Regions from separate parts of the Danio rerio genome. Here region 2 is linked to region 1. Evidence: chromatin contacts called from public Micro-C data. All regions are on one chromosome and are shown on one strand. Each heading gives the region's core, a stretch centred on a gene start, on an enhancer-like site or on the middle of the called end of the contact. The rest is flanking DNA. Distances are from core to core; before and after follow the strand shown.

What was found. A called contact is a pair of places that touch in the nucleus more often than the background predicts.
Region 2: a Micro-C map of caudal fin shows a contact between it and region 1, with 7 times the contacts expected there. The contact joins the promoter of slc25a38b here to the enhancer-like site in region 1. A contact is called at or near these places in 2 of 18 Hi-C or Micro-C datasets (caudal fin and an unstated tissue).

Annotation. Positions count from the first base shown.
Region 1 is chr6:8,596,012-8,599,155 of GRCz12tu, reverse strand. The region is part of intron 42 of myh10 (myosin, heavy chain 10, non-muscle); the gene reads right to left. It overlaps ubn2a (ubinuclein 2a), which reads left to right. Exons shown (of 16, transcript NM_001080169.1): 15 at 962-1,169. Among named protein-coding and RNA genes, the nearest start is that of ubn2a, 24 kb to the left of the region's middle. Within about 2 kb of position 1,480, at least 4 of the 62 cell types and tissues checked have an H3K27ac peak or open chromatin away from gene starts, as enhancers often do.
Region 2 is chr6:8,667,711-8,670,973 of GRCz12tu, reverse strand. slc25a38b (solute carrier family 25 member 38b) reads left to right here and starts at 1,282. Exons shown (of 9, transcript NM_001202458.1): 1 at 1,282-1,471; 2 at 1,817-1,900; 3 at 2,038-2,132. The coding sequence starts at 2,118. It overlaps myh9a (myosin, heavy chain 9a, non-muscle), which reads left to right. Exons shown (of 40, transcript NM_001098177.2): 40 at 1-480. All of the region lies in intron 1 of LOC141386178 (a long non-coding RNA gene), which reads right to left.

The sequences.
Region 1 (3,144 bases), core at 231-2,730:
CAGCGCGCCCAAATAGACACTCCCACACCAAGCCTCTTTTCTTCCTCCGACACTCCCCCCTAAACAGAGCTGGACACGCCCACTTTTCTGACTTTTTCCAAAGTAGAGGTGTGAAAACACCCTGCTGAAACGAGGGGGTTTCATGGCCCTTTAAACTTGTTGTACGTCTGTTGGTTCCTGCCTCTGAACGAACAAGTTTTAGCTACTTGTATTTTAAGGAAGCGTTCAGAAAAAAACAAAACACCCGTGAAGAACCTCGACACAGAGGAAAATAAAACCCTACTGCCAGCTAGCGTTTTGGAAGTGTTATTGCAGAGCAACACAAACAGCACGCAGAATTATACATGCTGGACTACATGCAAGGCAAGCACCGTGGGTCACGCCGATCACTCGACGCAGAAGTATAAACCAGGCTTAACCATGACTGAGTTGCATGGAAGCAGGCTGAATTGAGCTAGATTAAGTTACTATCAAGATTTATTCTTTAAAACTAGCCTAATTTTGTAGCCTAATGTTCATATATGACCATTTCAGATTTCTGTATAGAGATAAGAGAGGTAAAATATATTCATGGCAAGCTTGTAATTATTCATAACCCAGGCAAATTCAGACAAAGTTTTAGTTTGATAGTGAATTCTCTTGTAAATACTCTTGTACATCGTCTCATTATCCTATAGGAAACGTCTGTGCAATTTTATGGGTTTAATGCAAATTTTGTCAGTTTTGGATCACACTAGCTTATCGATATCTTAAACTAACAACACTGATACTAACATCTTCAAAACTTTATTTTAATTTCATGGGACCTTTAAGTGACTTGTAAAATGAGCTTGTTTCCCCAAAACAGTGAAGTTTTTCTTTATGATTGGTCTGAATGTACCAAAAAAATAGAAAATGTTGCATGTGTTATTGTCAGAACAGTTCTTTTATTGTAAGCATTAATGAAGTTTTTCTCCTGCAGGGGTCTCCGTCTTCTGGAAGTAACCTGTTGGGCTCTGTGCCCCCTTCACTCCCCTTGGGTTTTGGGATGCTCGGGGGTCTAGTGCCTGTTTCTCTCCCCTTCCAGTTCCCGTCGCTCCTCAACTTCAGCCCCACAGGTCCCGGAGTCCCCAGCTGCAGTAACCTGGGCTCTTCACCCGCCCCCAACTCAGGATACACGCTGGCACAGAGTGAGTGTGTGCAGATTTAATGTTTCCCGCGGCCGTATGCTGACGTTGTCCGTGTTTGTGATATAGCTAGCAAGCAGACGTGTGTAGTGCATTTCTCTGCATCTCCCTAATCTGTTTTTATCCCCTTCTTCTCTTCCCCTGTGTTGGTGTGCTGCTGGATTGCTGTGCATCTCTCTCTGTGCTCTGTGTTTGCCCTGTCCTGCTGTCCTCCCCCAGATCTGTTTAAAAGTCTTCAGCCAGGGTCTCAGGTTGCTCTACCTCCTCACTTGCAGCTTGCTTTCTCAGGTAAATGCTGCAGTAAACTCTCACTCCCTTCAGCTCACTGTCGCCCTCTTGTGTTGTTGATCTCCACCTTTCTGTACTTCCCTTTGCTTGTTTCAATCGCTGTTTGTGATAATCGGCTCTGTTCCAAATCTTAGTGTGCTGATAAGCAGCTATTCTTTCACTTGGGTAGATTTGCTTTCTTTGCTAAGCAGTCAAAATGTTTTTCATTTTATTTCAAAAGCTATTTATATTTTCTAGTTTTTATATACATATATATATACAGTTAAAGTCAGAATTATTAGCCCCCCTGAATTATTCGCCCCCCTTGTTTATTTTTCCCCAATTTCTTTTTAACGGAGAGCAGATTTTGTCAACACATTTCTAAACATAATTGTTTTAATAACTCATCTCTAATAACTGATTTATTTTATCTTTGTTATGATGACAGTAAATAATATTTTACTAGACATTTTTCAAGACACTTCTATACAGCTTAATGTGACATTTAAAGGCTTAACTAGGTTAATTAAGGTAAACTAGGTAGGTTAGGGTAATTAGGCAAGTTATTGTATAACGATGGTTTGTTCTGTGTAGACTATTGAAAAACTAGCTTAAAGGGGCTAATAATTTTACCTTAAAATGTTTTTTTTTTTTTTATTTAAACTGCTTTTATTCTAGCCTAAATAAAACAAATAAAACTTTCTCTAGAAGAAAAAATATTATCAGACATACTGTGAAAATTTCCTTGCCCTGTTAAACATCATTTGCGAAATATTTTAAAAAGAAAAACAAATTTAAAGGGGGGCAAATAATTCTGACTTCATCTGTATCTATCTATCTATCTATCTATCTATCTATCTATCTATCTATCTATCTATCTATCTATCTATCTATCTATATATATATGTATATGTATATATGTGTGTGTGTGTGTGTGTGTATACACATCTATCCATATGTATGTATAGATATATTATATATAAATTATGTTTATCTTTATCAATATTTCCACCAATGCAAGATATACAGGGATGGATGTAGATAGATATAAATCTGTCAAACTCTCGTGTTCCAAATTGTACAATTGTAAGGGAGAGTTCACCCTCACATCATTTACTCTCACTCATGTGGTTTAAACTTTTGTGAGTTTCTAAACATATTTTGAAGAGTGCTGGTTGCTGGACTTTCATAATAATTTGAAAGTCATTAGTTATGTTTCCATCCAGCATGTGCATAAAAAACGGTTGATGGAAACGCCAAGATGCGCATAAATTTTGAAAAAGCGCATAATTGAGTAGGATAAACTTTTTATTCAAAAGATGCGCACTTTTACTAAACAAATTGCAGTGTGCGCATTAAAGTCGTGTGATTTTGTTATGAGGGATCATGTGATGATAAAAATAAGTCTGATTGGACAAACCGGCAGGCTGAGCACACTATAAATCATCTGAAATGTTGTTTTGGTCATTCTAAAACACCTAAACTTGACTGAGTATTAGTGTTATTATATTATTAATGACCTCCAGAATCAAGAGCATCTGTGCTCCGAGTCTCAAACGCCACCGCACATTCACTATGTCAGGATTGCCTTCTGAGGTGCCAGTCATTTATTAAAGAATTCAGTTTGAATTCAGTTCGTTGATATCTGCTGTAAGTTAATCAGGAAGTGGCGATTTTGTTTGCTTGGACTCGTTTCAGCGCTGCTTTATTT
Region 2 (3,263 bases), core at 33-2,532, 72 kb before region 1:
GTTTTGTTTCAAGAGCACTTCAGCACCAATAAGCCTTTTCCTGGTAGTTTCACTGCACTTTTCCACCCGTTTTAAAAGTTATTTTGGACAGTTTGCCTTAATTTTATTAAAGGTATTGTTAATGATTTGAGTTCTCACTCAGGACTTGTGTACTTACTGCAAACCGTTTCTAATCCATTCATGATGTTTGGAGTTTCACACTTAAGGTGGTGGGTTGTAGTTTTTACATTTATACTCAAACTGTTATTGTTGGTTCTTTTCCATGAATTTACATACGTGCTGCTTTTATCCCAATAGTATTTGCTGCATGATACACAATTTTTCTTGAAATCACCTTAGTTCGATAGAAGAAATCATGATATGCCTATAAATTGTCAAACTCTGTGCATTGGTAGTGGAATTACTGTATTTGCAACAATTGAAAATGTATTTCTCACTTCACATGTTCCATTGCATCTGAATAAAGCTTTGTCTTTTGTACCCAGTTGATTCATTCATTCATTTTTCTCCAGCTTAGTTTCTTTATTTATCAGTCAGTCACCATAGCAGAATGAACCACCAACCTATCCCCACATGTTTTACACAGCAGATGCCCTTTCAGCTGCAACCCAGTCAGCATCCACACACACTCATCCACTATGTCCAATTTAGTTTATTCAATTCAGCTATAGCGCATGTCTTTGGACTGTGGGGGAAACCAGAGCAATCCAAACACATGGAGAACTTTCAAACTTCACACACAAAAGCCTAATCCAGCTGGGACTCGAACCAGTGACCTTCTTGCCGTGCTAACCACTGAGCCACTATGTTGACCCCTACCCCCTGAGTTTTTACCTCTTTGTTTTTCTAGATTACTGCAGTGTTTTGTTAAAGACTAGCTGTTTAACTGCTTCATACTAATTTGCTTAATATATATAGTGATCTGTGTATTATATATATATATATATATATATATATATATATATATATATATATATATATATATTCCGCAAGTAACGTTAAAGAAGTCCAGTCTTTAGTTATATGTGCACATTTAGAGTTTATATTTTATGTCACAAATGTATATAGTAAAGATTTATTAAAAATAAGATGTAGTTTAATTTTTCAGGGTTGGAAACACATTTACCTCTGTGTTCCAGTGGGGGGCACCGGGCCGCGCGCATCAAGTGTCTTTCCCCTGAGCACGTGTCACCGGCAACGCTGGAATAATCGAGCTCAAACCGGTTTTTGCCCGTTGGATTGGAGACTACGCAAAAAGTAGACTGCAGTTACGCAAACTACGCAGAACTTTTCTGCGCAAGCGTAACTCCAAACTCGCAGCTCACGGTCTTCTCCGCTGAGCAATGTGATATTGAAACTGTTGTAACGTACATCTGCTTTTTACCGGCATTTTCCCAGCGCCTTTAACACATATTAACTGCTTGAAACGTCAATACGCAGTTTCAGACACTGGAAAACGAAACAATAGTGTGTAAGTTGATGTTTGTTGGTTATGTTGGTGTCACGGTGACTGTTAGCCTTACCGGCTAAAACTGACAGGAATCAGCTGACGCGTGTTGCATCGCCTCATTTTCAAGCTTTCTGTGTGTTTCTTCACAGTTTTGTATTTGAGCACAAATCTATATAAAATCAGTTAGTAGTAGAATATTATAAACGCGGCGTGCTATAGAAATTAGCATTAGCTTTTACTCAGATCAGCTTTAGTGTTTTCTTTTGACGTTTTGAGTGCCGTGCTGAACATTTTTATACAATGTTTAATTAAATCGGCTGTTACTGTATTTAAATGAGTCGCTTTTCTCTTTTGTACACTTGATAGCTGCGTGTGGAGTCACAGAAAGAGCCAGAATCATGATGAAGATCAGTCCTCATTCACTCTTTCTCTTCGGTCCTTAACAAACAGGTAATTCACATTTAACTGAAGTCAGTCTGACAGACTCGCGTTTCCCAGCTTTGATACACGACCAGTTTGTGTGGATAGTTTTGCGAGATATGCAATGATTTAATCAGGGATGTATCAATTTCTCTTTCACGTATCAGACAGCACAACGGCCATAGAGGAGGTTAAAAGGAGGGAGTTGAGCTCTTCCTCTGTGCAAACTTCATCATCATCCTCTGCAATGGAAGTTGCCCTGGTGAGTCTGTGCTCTTTAAGTTTTCTTTAAATGAAGGTTGTTTCAACAGGCTTGTCAGAATAAGTAGTTAAATGTCATGCTAATTCCATTAAAATCTACACAGAGATTGATTATAAAACATTAACATATGCTCGTATGTGCAACACTCTTTTGGGGAAAGAAACATGACTGGCTGTCAATGTTGTTTGGGCTGAGGTAAATGTATATTGCAATATAATTCTTACACACTAATGCTGATATGAGAATAGCACTCGTTTACAATCTACTCATTCAGAATTCACCGAATTGTTTAACTTTTTTATTTACATTGATGCATTTGAAAACAGTGTTGTTAAATTAATCTACATTTACAGATTTAGAAAAATGACTAAAAACACTGCATGTATGCATTAAGAAACCTGTTTTTAATGTATGCATTTTTAGCCCCTAAATGGCAGTGGCGTAGTAAATAAACAAAAAGTCTTGCATATTAAGTTATAAACAAAAGCTCATAATTTTTGTCTCATTTTTTTAGTTTTAATGATAAGTCTGAGACATTGTGTGTACATCGTGATGTCACTTTTCCCTGCACATAACCCATTTTAACGTCATACATCATCTTAAAGTCTTTCTTTGTTGTGTAACCCTGCTCAACCTATACTGAAATATTAAGAAACAAGCATCCAATGAATGACCCACATTTCCTCTGTCACATCCACACAAGCACACGCTCACGCACATATACATATGCCAACGGCGACTGTATGAGTCACGCTGTGCTGAAAGCACTTGATCCGGTGGAGTGAGGAGAGTGAGACCACGGATGTGCGTTTAGGTGTAAAGCAGTGATAAGGAGTGTGGAAAAGCAGCGCTGAGATCGCCAAGCATGGAAGCTTGTGGATTAAGCTGCTGAATCTCCTACTGGGGGTGGTGGGGGGAGAAGAGAGATATCTGGGCATTGTGTTTGAGATGGGAGAAATGGGGGCTTACACTGTCATGTGCTGTTAGCGGCAGCAGAAATAGTGAGAAAGAGAGATGCAAGAGAAAAAGGACCATCAGCCCAAATCTGCCAGCAGCCTGGGAAAGGTAGGGCAGATTAGTCAGTGGCTTACTGTATGTTCCTCTTGTATGTGTGTGTGTGTGTGTTTATGT